3 separate regions of the Sus scrofa genome follow, and regions 1 and 3 are each linked to region 2. Evidence: chromatin contacts called from public Hi-C data. All regions are on one chromosome and are shown on one strand. The core of a region is the stretch at or near the end of the contact, and the rest is flanking DNA. Distances in the headings are between cores, read along the strand shown. Region 1 overlaps MTSS1 (metastasis suppressor protein 1). Region 2 holds the start of MTSS1 (metastasis suppressor protein 1). Region 3 has its middle 90 kb from the start of MTSS1.

Region 1 (3,763 bases), core at 530-3,029, 94 kb before region 2:
CCACGGCATATGGAGGTTCCCAGGCTAGGGGTCCAATTGGAGCTGTAGCCGCCGGCCTACACCACAGCCACAGCCACACAGGTCCAAGCTGAATCTGCGACCTACACCACAGCTCACGGCAACGCCAGATCCTTAACCCACTGAGTAAGGCCAGGGATCGAACCTGAAACCTCATCGTTCCTAGTCGGATTCGTTAACCACTGCACGACGACAGGAACTCCTCCAACTCCTATTTCTTCAAAGGAAAACTGAGGCCCACTCTTAGGGTGGGGAAAAACTGACCACAATGAATGGTTTTTAAAATAATTTATTGATTCTAATTTGATGTCTGTGCCGAGTTCTGATGGTGGTTCTAGAAAGGGTTTCCCCAGAAGAGCGGAGCCATGGCCACAATAATGGAGCAAAGTGAAATTAACTTCCAAGAGTAATTAATGCAATTACTACTCTCACACTTGAAGCTGTGATCCATCCGAATTTATGTATGAAAGCAGACCTTCCTCAAAAGGACGAGATGGCCATGACCTTCTCTAGGTCACTCCCACTGAGACCAGTAAGAAGGTTACTGTACACGCCAGTCCTTAGATAAGAGACATAAAAAGTCCCAATCCCTTCTGTCTCTTTGTACTTTCCCTTCATCATCCTCTCAAACCACTCTGCAGAAATATTTACAAACGTGAAGAGCTCTCCATCACTGAGGACATACCTCTTACCGAAGGAGTTATGACACCTGGAAAAATAAAAGGCACCAAGTCTGACTTTTGTGCTCAGCTGACTAGAGCCTTCAAATTTCCTTGACCTAAATGCCTCTTCTCAGATGCCATTAGAGATTCTCATACTAAGTCAGTCAGAAAGAGGACGAAAAATAACCATATGATCCCCCCTTGCATGTGGAGTCTCAAATGGGGCACAAATGAACCACTCTACGAAACAGAGACAGACTCATGGTCGTAGAGCACGGACTTGTGGTTGCCAGGGGAGACGGGGAAGGGAGTGGGATGGACTGGGACTCTGGGTAGCAGATGCAAACTATTCCATTTAGAATGGATAAGCACAGGGAACTCTGTCCAGGCTCGTGGGATAGACCATGATGGAAGATGATGTAAGAAAGGGAATGTATATAGATGTATGACTGGTGACTTTGCTGGACAACAGATACTGGCACAACACTGTAAATCAATTACACTTTAATTTCAAAAGGTTTTTTTTTTTCATGTGTTGAAAAAGAAAATAAATAAATCCCTTTTCTCCCCAGCTGTTGGAAGGTATACAGTCCATGCCCTTGGTATTCAACACTGGTCCCTGGAATGGAGCATTCCCAGCCCCACCCCAAACTGGCTGAATCAGAACCTGCGTCTTACCAGATTCCAAGGGTTGCCTGACATATATTAGTGCTTGACAAACACTGTTCTACGCAACAACTTTAAAAGACAGCAAATGATTTTAAAAAGCCCTAATGACTTCTGTTTGTACAAAATAACAAACCCTCAACTGTTTGCTTCTTTACAAAACAGCGGAACTGGCCCCTGTTTCCTCATTTACTAAAAGGGAACAAACACCGCCCATTCTCAACACGGCACTACCTCCCTGGATTTTTTTGTTAATGCCGAACACCTCTCTAGCTCGGAGCCTTGGAACACAAGAGACGTTCCATTAAACACCCACTTCGTAACCCTCCAACTCTCACTTCCCTCCTCTCGCTTTCTTTCTATAAGTCAACCTCACTTGGGGATGACAAAGTGAGAAGAGAAGACTAAGGAGCAGCCCTTGAGAGGAGGAAACAGACAAACACGGAGAACCAGCCACAGGACAGAGCTGCTCTGGTTTGCCTGGACAACAAGATCCAAGTGAACACACCTCAGTAAGGTGAGAGGGTGCTGGCCGTGCCTTCCCTTAGCTAGCAGGTCCTAAAACATGGCTGTGGTCCCCAAAGTTTCAGAAGACATGGGATTTCTTTGCTACAAAGCTCAGCTGAAAATTTACATGTAAACAGAGACATGTGTGAGGCCTGACATAACCCAGCCAAAGGTCCTAACACCTCTGTTCCTATACAATCCCCCCACCCCCACCCCTCGTCCTTCTAGCCAGGGTGCAGGCAAATCCTGACGACCGTCACCCACTGTGGGTGATCTCCCTTCTGCCACGCTAGGCTGCTCGCATCTGGGGCAATAGGCTTATTCATCCTGACACCCTCCACAAGCGCGAGACCCAGGAGACAGGGGCGTGGGTGTCCCGAGCTGTTATCGCCTGTATTGCACCTGTCCTCTCACTGAGGCCAAATTAAATGCCCAGTACATACACCAGGGATCAAACGGGTCTCTGAGGAAGCTCCTGAACACCAGCTCTCGGAAGACACAAAGGTAAGTGCGTTGGTTTTCCAGACTCCTCGGGCTGCGACACAAAAGTCCAAAGCAGCCTCGGACACAGGTCCCTGGGCTTATTCAAAGTTCTGGCAGCTTTCTTGCTTTCTTTTTTTATTAAACACGTTTTGAAACTCTGAAGGCAAGGAAAAATGAAACAAAGGTTATGAACTCGGGGAGCTTACCTCCAAAAAAATTTTCCAAAGGGCAGCCAGTGTGACACAATCATGTTGACAGCTGTGACAAGTGAAGCTTTATTTGCCCGAGAGCCTTCCCTGTTCACTTAGCTGTGATCACTGAGGCCTCATGATCCCTGCTAAGGAAATGCACACCCACCTGTCGCCCAGAGCCTCGGAGCTCGCAGAAAGTCTCCGAGAATTCCTGGACAGTGAGCACCATCACCACTGGGGAGGGTGCCCTGGAGAGGGGCTGCTTCATGTCTTGGCATAAGGGCCCCGGGACCCTGTGCCATGGCCTTGGAGCCTCGTTAGAGGAACCAACCCTCAGCATGTTCAGTGGGCAGAGAGCCAATGGCAAACGACTCCACTGACTTGATCTTTCAAGACTGGTTTACACCATCTGAAAATTCAAAGGTCTAGAACTCAGAACTAAGATGAGACTCTCCTCTGGCGTCCATGGAAATGGCCAAGAAAGGAATGATCTTCCAATCTCCTGCGGGACGTGCCCTGTACCTTACACGGTCCTCCTGCTCTAATATCACAACAACCCAAAGGCTCAGACATAACCCCAAAGACTAGGAAACTGTGGCCCTGCTATGGGCTAGAATTAAGCACCAGGCTCCGGGACTATACACGCTAAAGCAAGTACACTTGTTCATGCTTTTCATTTTCTTTAGGGGCATACCTGGGGCCATATGGAAGTTCCCAGGCTAGGGGTTGAATCAGAGCTGCAGCTGCCAGCCTACACCACAGCCACGGCAACACGGGATCCGAGCCTCATCTGTGATCTACACTGCAGCTCACAGCAATGCCAGAACCTAAACCCACTGACTGAGGCCAGGGATCAAGGCCAGGGATGTCCCCGCATCCTCACAGACACTAGTAGGGTTCTTAACCCACTGAGCCACAATGAGAATTCCCGTTCCTGCTTTTCTAAAGAGCCATTCTTGTCCCTCAAAACAAAGTTTAAGTGGCTAGATTTTAAAGTGAATTAATCTAATCCCTCCCAAAGATCTATTCTGTGAAAGAGAACAGGGAAATGGAGTGGTTATGAGAGAAGCAAATAGAATCGAGGGAGGTTCGGGATGCTGACAGTAAAGGATTTGTCACTCACGGCCAGGCCCGAATGAGGGATGCATGGGGGTGAGACGCCCGAGTGGGCCGTGGTTGGGGGAGCAAGCCCTAGGAGGCCCTTCTTCCATGCAGGAAGTAGAGTGCAGGGCTCTG
Region 2 (4,089 bases), core at 375-2,874:
AGCTCTCACGGCTGGTTATATTTCCTTTGGATTAGTAACACAGGGCCCTGGTCCATCTCTATGCACAGAAAAATCCACCTCCAAGGAGCTGGTCATCCCCAGTCCCACCCTTTGCAGGAAAAAGCCAGGGTGTTGTTCCCCGCCCCCAACACACACGCGCGCCCGTGCGCGCAAGCACACACACGCGCGCACACACACACACACACACACACACAGTGCTCACAATCCTTCCAAGCGAAAACCTGGAGTCTATGTCTCTTGGTGGGTGGGGGATACAGTTGTTTAAGGCGACCTAGTCTTGCCTTCAGGCTGGGATCCTCATCCAGAGGAAGAGCCCCCATTCAGCTCCCCCACCGCAAGACTGCTTCGGAACTTCTGCTCCGCGCCCCGGGGAGGGCTGAGGGGAGGTATGCACACCTTCACCAGGTTTGGAAGAGCCTAATTAATACCTAATTTGCTCCGATCACCTCCAGGTGAATCTGAAAGCCAACGTGGGAGCCCTCTCAGTCTCATGGGCCGGGGAGCTCCTTCCCACCGCTGGGCAGAGCTCCCACGCTCTCCCCACTACCACGCCAGGCGCCTCCACCCCGAACCCCAGGGAATCAGGTGTCCGCCCAGGCATCTAGCCTCTGCGGGTCGCAGACACTCCGTCCAGCGACAGACAATAGAAAACTTGGAGCCGGGGCCCTTGGCCCCCAGGGAAACGAGATGGTGCCGCCCCCTGGGACAATGAGCGGGGGACAGGGCAGAGGGCATCAGATACCCCCAGAGAAGCCGCCCGCCAGGTGACCCAGCTTAGCCCGGAGCGGCGCCCCGGGTGAGCAGGTGACATCCGGGCCGGAGCGCTCCCGCAGGTGGCCGGCGGCCACCGCGCAGGCAAGGGCCCGGCGGCTGGCCCGGGGCGGAGGCGAAGCCTGGTAGCGAGGTCACTGTACGGCGGCCGCCGCCGCCGCAGCCGCGCCCCCGGCGTCCTACCTTCATGTCGCTGATGATAGTCTGGAAGAGGCCTCCGAGCGCGCTGCATTCCTTCTCAATCACAGCCTCCATTTTCCCAGCGCCAGCAGGGACAGGACACACACTCGGGGCCGCCTGGACTGTGTGCGGAGCTGGGGATCGCTCACCCCGGGAGTAATTTCACCCTCCGAGCGACCCACCTCCAACTCGCAGCCTCTTGTGCAAAGAGGACGAAATGCCCGAGATCGACTGTTCTCTGCCCAAAATAATAAAATAATTTAAAAAGCCAAACCGCTCTGTAGGGCGCCTACATGCAGTGCTCTGCTCCTGGCCTTAAAAATGCCCGGACAAGACTGACAATCAGGCCACCACTGGTGCCCACGGCAGAAACAGCAAAGCCCATCTTGAAAAAGAGAAAACCGCCCGCTGACCCGGGGCCAGCGCCATTTAAAAATGCAAGATTTTCTAATTTAACAAACGTTCTTGAAATTAAAAAAAAAAAAAAATCGCCCAGCTGCAAGAACGGGTCTGCTCGAGACGCCGGGATCTGTTGCTCGCAGCCACGGCCGCCGCCTCCTTTTCAGTCCTGCGCGCCGGGCCCGGGCGCTCGCTCCAGCTGGGCTCCCGGGGACGTTCGCAGGGGCGCACGCGCGCTCGCGGCCGTGCGTCCGGCGCGGGGAGGGCGCGCTCTCGGGGCCGTGCGTCCGCCGCACGCGGGCGGGGCTGGGAGCGCGTGCCCGGGAGGCGCGTGGGGCGCCGGCCTCGGAGAGGAGCCGGCTGGCGGGTGAGCGTGCTAGCGGTGCGAGAAGGATTCCGCCCCTGTGGGAGCCTCCTGCGCCGAGCAGCCCCCTTTCTCCTAGGCGGCTGGTTGCGGAGCCGAGAGGGCGTGTCGGCACGCGGTTAGGCGCCCACCCGACAATGGCTGCAAGCGCCCGGCACGGAGGGTGCAGCCGCCGACCTCGGGGACAAGCACGCTGGCACGCTTAGCGCAGTACCTCGCATCTAGGGAGCGCTCGATAGGGCGGGAAAACTGCCGTTGCTGCTGCCGCCGCTGCTACTGCAGGCTTCCGAGAAGAGGCCCGTTCGTTCTGTGTTATCAGAACTGCTACGCCAAGTCTTGATTGCAAACAGCCGAATATGTAATTAAGGAGAGTTCGGAGGCGTATCCTGCAGCGGGATGCCCAGTTCAATCAAGTTGCCGGACGCTGGGAAAGTGGATTGATTTGACATTGCAAAATAAATAGCGTTAGAACTTCCATGTGCTATTTTCATTACTTTATAGAGATTGCTGACTGCTCGTGCCTTGGACCGTTGTTTTCCAGGCGCACTGAAGACATCGGGTGTTGGCGTCACTGCAATGAGCCTGGTGGAGAGGTTTAACCTGGAAAAAGCACAAGTGGGCCCAGGTTGATTTGGGGGTTGGTGGTTCATTTACCCAATTCCACCGCCTAACTGCACAGAGATCCCTCATTTAGATCAATATCAACTAGGCAAGGAGGAGGGGAATCAAATAAAAAGCTTTTGAAAGACCTTCAAGCGTAAGCCCCCGAGTCTGGGCTGTTCCCTTGACCCTTGAGCTTTGAGCTGGGTTTGAAGCACAAAGCAGGACAAAAAGAAAATAGGTGTGTGGGAAGGAAGGTAATGAGGAACCACGTGCAAAATGCTGGAGAGACTTATATCAGACTCAGAAATAGGAAAAAGCTGGCTTTGAAAACGGCTTGAGCCAAAGAAATGCATGGAGCTGCAGATCAGCTGCAGAAAATCATTTTCCCCTGGGCCACTCTGCCCCACTCTTAACCACAACCCCCCTCTCCACCCCTCTTCCCCAAATCATGAGGGGTGTTACTTCTGGAATTCTGATCTCTTGGGCAACCTACTGGCTTCTGTCTCCAAGGTCATTTGGATGCATAAGGTTTCATCTTCACTTTGTCAATAACAGTGCTTGACAGATAGTTGACTCTTAATCATATTCATTATTATGATTTTAATGCTAACGGTATTATACTAATCAGGATCGCTGCTTGTAGAGCCAGATTTCCTGGGTTCAAACCCCAGTTTAATACCCACTATTGGGGAGTTCCCGTCATGGCTCAGTGGTTAACAAACCCTACTCGTATCCATGAGGATGCGGGTTTGATTCCTGGCCTTGCTCAGTAGGTTAAAGATCCAGCATTGCTGTGAGCTGTGGTGTAGGTTGAAGATTCAGCTCAGATCCTGAGTTGTTGTGCCTGTGGCGTAGGGCAGCAGCTGTAGCTCCTATTCAGCCCCTAGCCTGGGAACCTTCATATGCCATGGGTGTAGACCTAAAAAGACAAAATAAAAATATAAAATTTAAAAATAAATAAATCTATTGGTATGGTCTTTGGCCATAGTAGGTGGGCCTCAGTTTCTTCATCTATAAATGGGGATAAAGATAGCATATACCTCATCGGGCTGTTCTGAGTTTTACCTGCACTAACATATAACACTTCTACTAGTACCTGGCCTACAGTAAACAAGCACTCAATCTCATCCACACAAGTGGACCCATCGCAGCACTATTCACAACAGCCAAGATGTGGGCATATAAATGTCTATGTTCTTTTAGATAAAGAAAATGTGTTCTATGCATACAAATGAAATATTACTCAGCCTTGAAAAAAGAAACAATCCTGCAGTATGCAACAACATGAATGAACCTTAAGGACATTATGCTAAGTGAAATGAGCCAGCCACAGGACACATACTGCATTCCACATACCTGAGGTATTTAAAATGGTCAAGCTCAAAGAGTAGAATGGTGGCCACCAGGGATTGGGGGAGGTGGGGAGCAAGGAGTTTCTAAGCAATGGTTGTGAAGTTTCAATAACACAGGACAAGCAAGTTCTAGAGACCTGCTGTACAACATTGTGCTTGTAATTAACAATACCATATTGTATACTTTAAAATTTGTCCAAAGGGTAGACCAAATCTTAGATGTTCTTACCACAATGAAAGTTTAAAAAGAGGAGTTCCCATTGTGGCTCAGTGGGTTAAGAACCTGACATAGGAGTTCCCAACGTGACTCAGTGGTTAACGAACCCGACTAGTATCCATGAGGACTCAGATTTGATCCCTGGCCTTGCTCAGTGGGTTAAAGATCTGGCATTGCCATGG
Region 3 (3,938 bases), core at 466-2,965, 90 kb after region 2:
CGTAGGAGTGGCCCAAGAAATGGCAAAAAGACAAAAAAATAAAAAAATAAATAAAAATAATTTTTAAAAAATTCAAATCCTTGACTTACACAGTCGTTACTTTGGTATGTCGATTCTGTAAAAATGCATCAAGCTGTAAATTTAGATCTTGTCCACTTTGCTATGTTCATAGCATCTGCCTATTAAGTATTCCCTGTTAAAAACTAGGAATGAATGACATTTCAGGCAGGGGAGATGGCATAAACCAAGGCATGGAGGAATAAATAACATGATGTGTGGAAAATTACAGGTGCTGGATGTTGCTGGAGCATAAATACAAGGTAGCTTATAGCAGGGCTGGGGGAAGACATTACAGTGGCAGCTCCCGGGAAGACCTTGTGCGCCCTGCTAAAGATTGTGGACTGTCTTGGAGTTCCCATCGTGGCACAGCAGAAACAAATCTGACTAGGAACCACAAGGTTGAGGGTTTGATCCCTGGCCTTGCTCAGTGGGTTAAGGATCCGGTGTTGTCATGAGCTGTGGTGTAGACTGCAGACATGGCTCGGATCTGGCATGGTTGTGGCTCTGGTGTAGGCCGGCAGCTACAGCTCCGAATAGACCCCTAGCCTGGGAACCTCCATATGCTTCGGGTGCAGCCCTAAAAAGACAAAAAAAAAAAGAGTGTGGTCTGTCTAATGAGGTCACCCTGAAAGATTCTAAGCAAGAGATGACATAAGATTTGGAATTAAAAAAAAAAAAAATCCTAGTGTCAAATTGGCAAAGAAGGGCAAAAATAGGGGCAAGGAGACTAGTCAAGGTCTCCAAGGTGCTCTTGGAGTTCTCTTGTGGCACAGTGGGTTAAGAATCTGGCACACATTGTCACCACAGCAGCTTGGACCACTGTTGTGGCCAAGTTCAACCCCTGGCCTGGGAACTTCCACATGCTGCAGGTGCGGCCAAAAAAAAAAAAAAAAAAAAGCTCTTGCAAAAATCCAGAGGAGAGATGATGAAGGACTGAATCAGGGCAGCGGTGGTGGGGATATAAAGAGACCGTGACTTCAGAACTATTTAGGAGACAATATTCATAAGCCTTTATTGGATGTAGGAGGTGAAGAAAAGGAGACTTGAGAATGATTCCTAAATTTGTAACCCAAGTGACTGCATGGCTGGTGGTTCCACCAAAGCAGGCAGGAAATACTCCGGAGTTCAGGGAAGGGGCAGAAGACTAGCTCAGTTTTGGACAATTTGGACAGGTTTACTAGATAAGGCAACGCTCAAATTGAGGGGGATTCTTGGAGAGTTATTTTGGGGTTCCCTGTTTCCTGGAATTGTCGGCCAATTGAAATGCCAGGTCTCTGATGTTCTCTACAATTACTGTTTGGTTTTCTTGCCTTTTCTGGTCATAGTGCACATTTGAGACACAAAGCCGTGGTTGTCAGCAGCAGATCCAGCGGCACCGCTGCCCTGGGGTCTGAAAGACTTCGTCTCACTCTCCTTGCTGCTGCAGACAAAGGCTGTCTTATGCACCATCTATTTCAGTCATTTTTATGAGTGCCGTGGAATATTTTTCAAGCTATTCCTTTTAAGCGTTATCTCTTGGCAGTTAAGAAAATAGATCCATTGCAAGCACTGGGGTTTCTGAAAAGGGGTTTAAAAATAGCTCAGGGCACTAGACAGCTGCAGCTATTGGGAAATGGAGCCCTCTGCTTGCACTTTTGCCGGTTTCCATTTCAACCTTGCAGCTGGAAACCGGTAGCTCTTCCTCTACTGGGAACAGATGCAAGAGGAAGAAGGAATGGGCCGGGACCCTCTCCTGACTTGGGGTCACATTTGGCATCTGTGAATGCTGAGAGGCGCTGGGGTAATGGAGAGTGGGCATATCAAGCTCTTGGGTTTGAAAAAGCCTATTCAATATTATATCTTCATATGTGGAGATGAAAAAAAATAAGCCTATTGGTTTTGTCATGCAAATTATAGGAAACAGATGGGATAAAATCCTCTTAGCCAATGGGGACAGGCAGAAAGCTGACTGATAACAAGGCTTTACCGCAGTCTCTCATGGGGTACCTAGGACACTGCTAATCGCCACTGCCATCTTACAGGTGTAAAAACCAAGGAAGGGAATGAATTGTTGAGGAAGCTGCCCCTGGTCACAGAGTCAGGCATGGAGGGAGGCAGGGTTGCAGCTCAAACTCCAAAGCCCCTCCCTTTAGTCAGTGCTCTAGTTTTTGCCCTTTTTGGGGAGCCACGTCCACAGCATGCAGAAGTTCCCAGGCCAGGGGACAAACCCAGCCACAGCAGTGACAACACCGGATCCTTAACCCACTGAGCCACCAGCGAACTCCTCTAGATTGTCTTTTTTTTTTTTTTTTTTGGTCTTTTTTTGCCTTTTCTAGGGCCGCACCCACGGCACATAGAGGTTCCCAGGCTAGGGGTCTAATTGGAGCTGTAGCCACCGGCCATACTAGAGCCACAGCAACGCAGGATCCAGGCCGCGCCTGTGACCTACACCACAGCTCACGGCAGCACCGGATCCTTAACCCACTGAGCAAGGCCAGGGATCAACCTCATGGGTCCTAGTCGGATTCCTTAAGCACTGCGCCACACGGGAACTCCTAGATTGTCTTTTAACTGGGGATTTCAACGTCTCTTGAAAGGGAGCAAGGATGTTTAAAAGAAGAAAATGGCAAGAATGAACATGAACATATCTGCAGGCTAAGCATAAGCTCTACTATGATGCCACTTAATAAATGATTGCTGAGTAAATAAATGACTGCATTTTAAATAAATGAATGTCACGGAAAAAATAAAAATTAAAAAAGACTCAAAAAAGTGGTTTGAAAAAAGTTACTAATAAACAAGATGGAATCAAAAATAAATAAATAAAGACCCTTAGCCTCTTTGGAGACTCTACTTCCTCATCTGTAAAATGGATACCATAATATCTTTTGGCGGCCTTCACAAAATTGCCATGAAGATCAAGTGGGATAAAAGACAGTCGTTTAATACCCTGGAGAATCGTTCCGCAGTTAACTCAACCCACGGTCCCTGAGCACCATGCAGCAGGCATTGCTCCAGGTGCCGGGGACACAGCCACGCACCAAGCAAGCAAAGCCCTTGCTGACGCTCCACCAGGGAGCAATGGAGAGTAAAACAGGAAACCTAGGAAGGAGGCAAAACCCTCAAGTATGCCTTAATGATAGACACACTTAGATGACAGGGCTATGGGCAAAGGGGAAAGTAGAGCGGGGTAACGGGTGACTGGGGTTAGGATGAGCTGCAATTTAAAATCAGGTATTCACTGTTGGTGAGAATATAACCTGGTGTAGCCACTATGGAGGAGAGTGTGGAGGTTCCTCAAAAACCTAAAAATAGAGTTGCCATATGACCCAGCAATCCTACTCGTGGGCAAAGATCCATACAAAACTGTGACTTGAAAAGATACATGCACCCCAATGTTCATAGCGGCCCTGTTCACAACAGCCAAGACACAGAAGCAACCTAAATGTCCATCAGCAGATGAATGGTAAAGAAGATACACACACACACACAATGGAATATTACTCAGCCATACAACATGAAATAATGCCATTGGCAACAAGATGCATGCAACTAGAGATTATCATACTAAGCGAAGTAAGTCAGAAAGACAAATACCATATGCTATCACATATGTAGTCTCAATTATGACACAAATGAACATATCTATGAAAGAGAAAGAGACCCACAGACACAGAGAACAGACTCATGGTTGCCAAGGCGGAGGAGGCGTGGGGGAGAGAAGGATGGGAGTTAATGTGCGATTAGCAGAAGTAAACTATTAAACAAGGTCCAACTGTAGAGCACAGAGAACTACATTCAATATCCTGTGATAAACCATAATGGAAAGCATGTATATGTATATGTATATGTAGAATGTAATTACTTTGTTGTACAGCAGAAATTAACCTGACACTGTA

Evidence for each region. A called contact is a pair of places that touch in the nucleus more often than the background predicts.
Region 1: a contact with region 2 is called in a Hi-C map of liver, with 2.4 times the contacts expected there. A contact is called at or near these places in 6 of 47 Hi-C or Micro-C datasets (brain, liver and skeletal muscle) and 2 of 2 datasets of targeted methods (alveolar macrophages and skeletal muscle).
Region 3: a Hi-C map of skeletal muscle shows a contact between it and region 2, with 2.8 times the contacts expected there. A contact is called at or near these places in 3 of 47 Hi-C or Micro-C datasets (heart right ventricle, liver and skeletal muscle) and 2 of 2 datasets of targeted methods (alveolar macrophages and skeletal muscle).

The regions. Positions count from the first base shown.
Region 1 is chr4:15,024,912-15,028,674 of Sscrofa11.1, reverse strand. The region is part of intron 3 of MTSS1 (metastasis suppressor protein 1); the gene reads right to left. Among named protein-coding and RNA genes, the nearest start is that of NDUFB9, 86 kb to the left of the region's middle.
Region 2 is chr4:14,930,825-14,934,913 of Sscrofa11.1, reverse strand. MTSS1 (metastasis suppressor protein 1) reads right to left here and starts at 1,624. Exons shown (of 15, transcript XM_021088945.1): 1 at 976-1,624. The coding sequence starts at 1,047. LOC106509968 (a long non-coding RNA gene) reads right to left here and starts at 967. Exons shown (of 2, transcript XR_002343109.1): 1 at 1-967.
Region 3 is chr4:14,840,933-14,844,870 of Sscrofa11.1, reverse strand. No RefSeq gene overlaps it. Among named protein-coding and RNA genes, the nearest start is that of MTSS1, 90 kb to the left of the region's middle.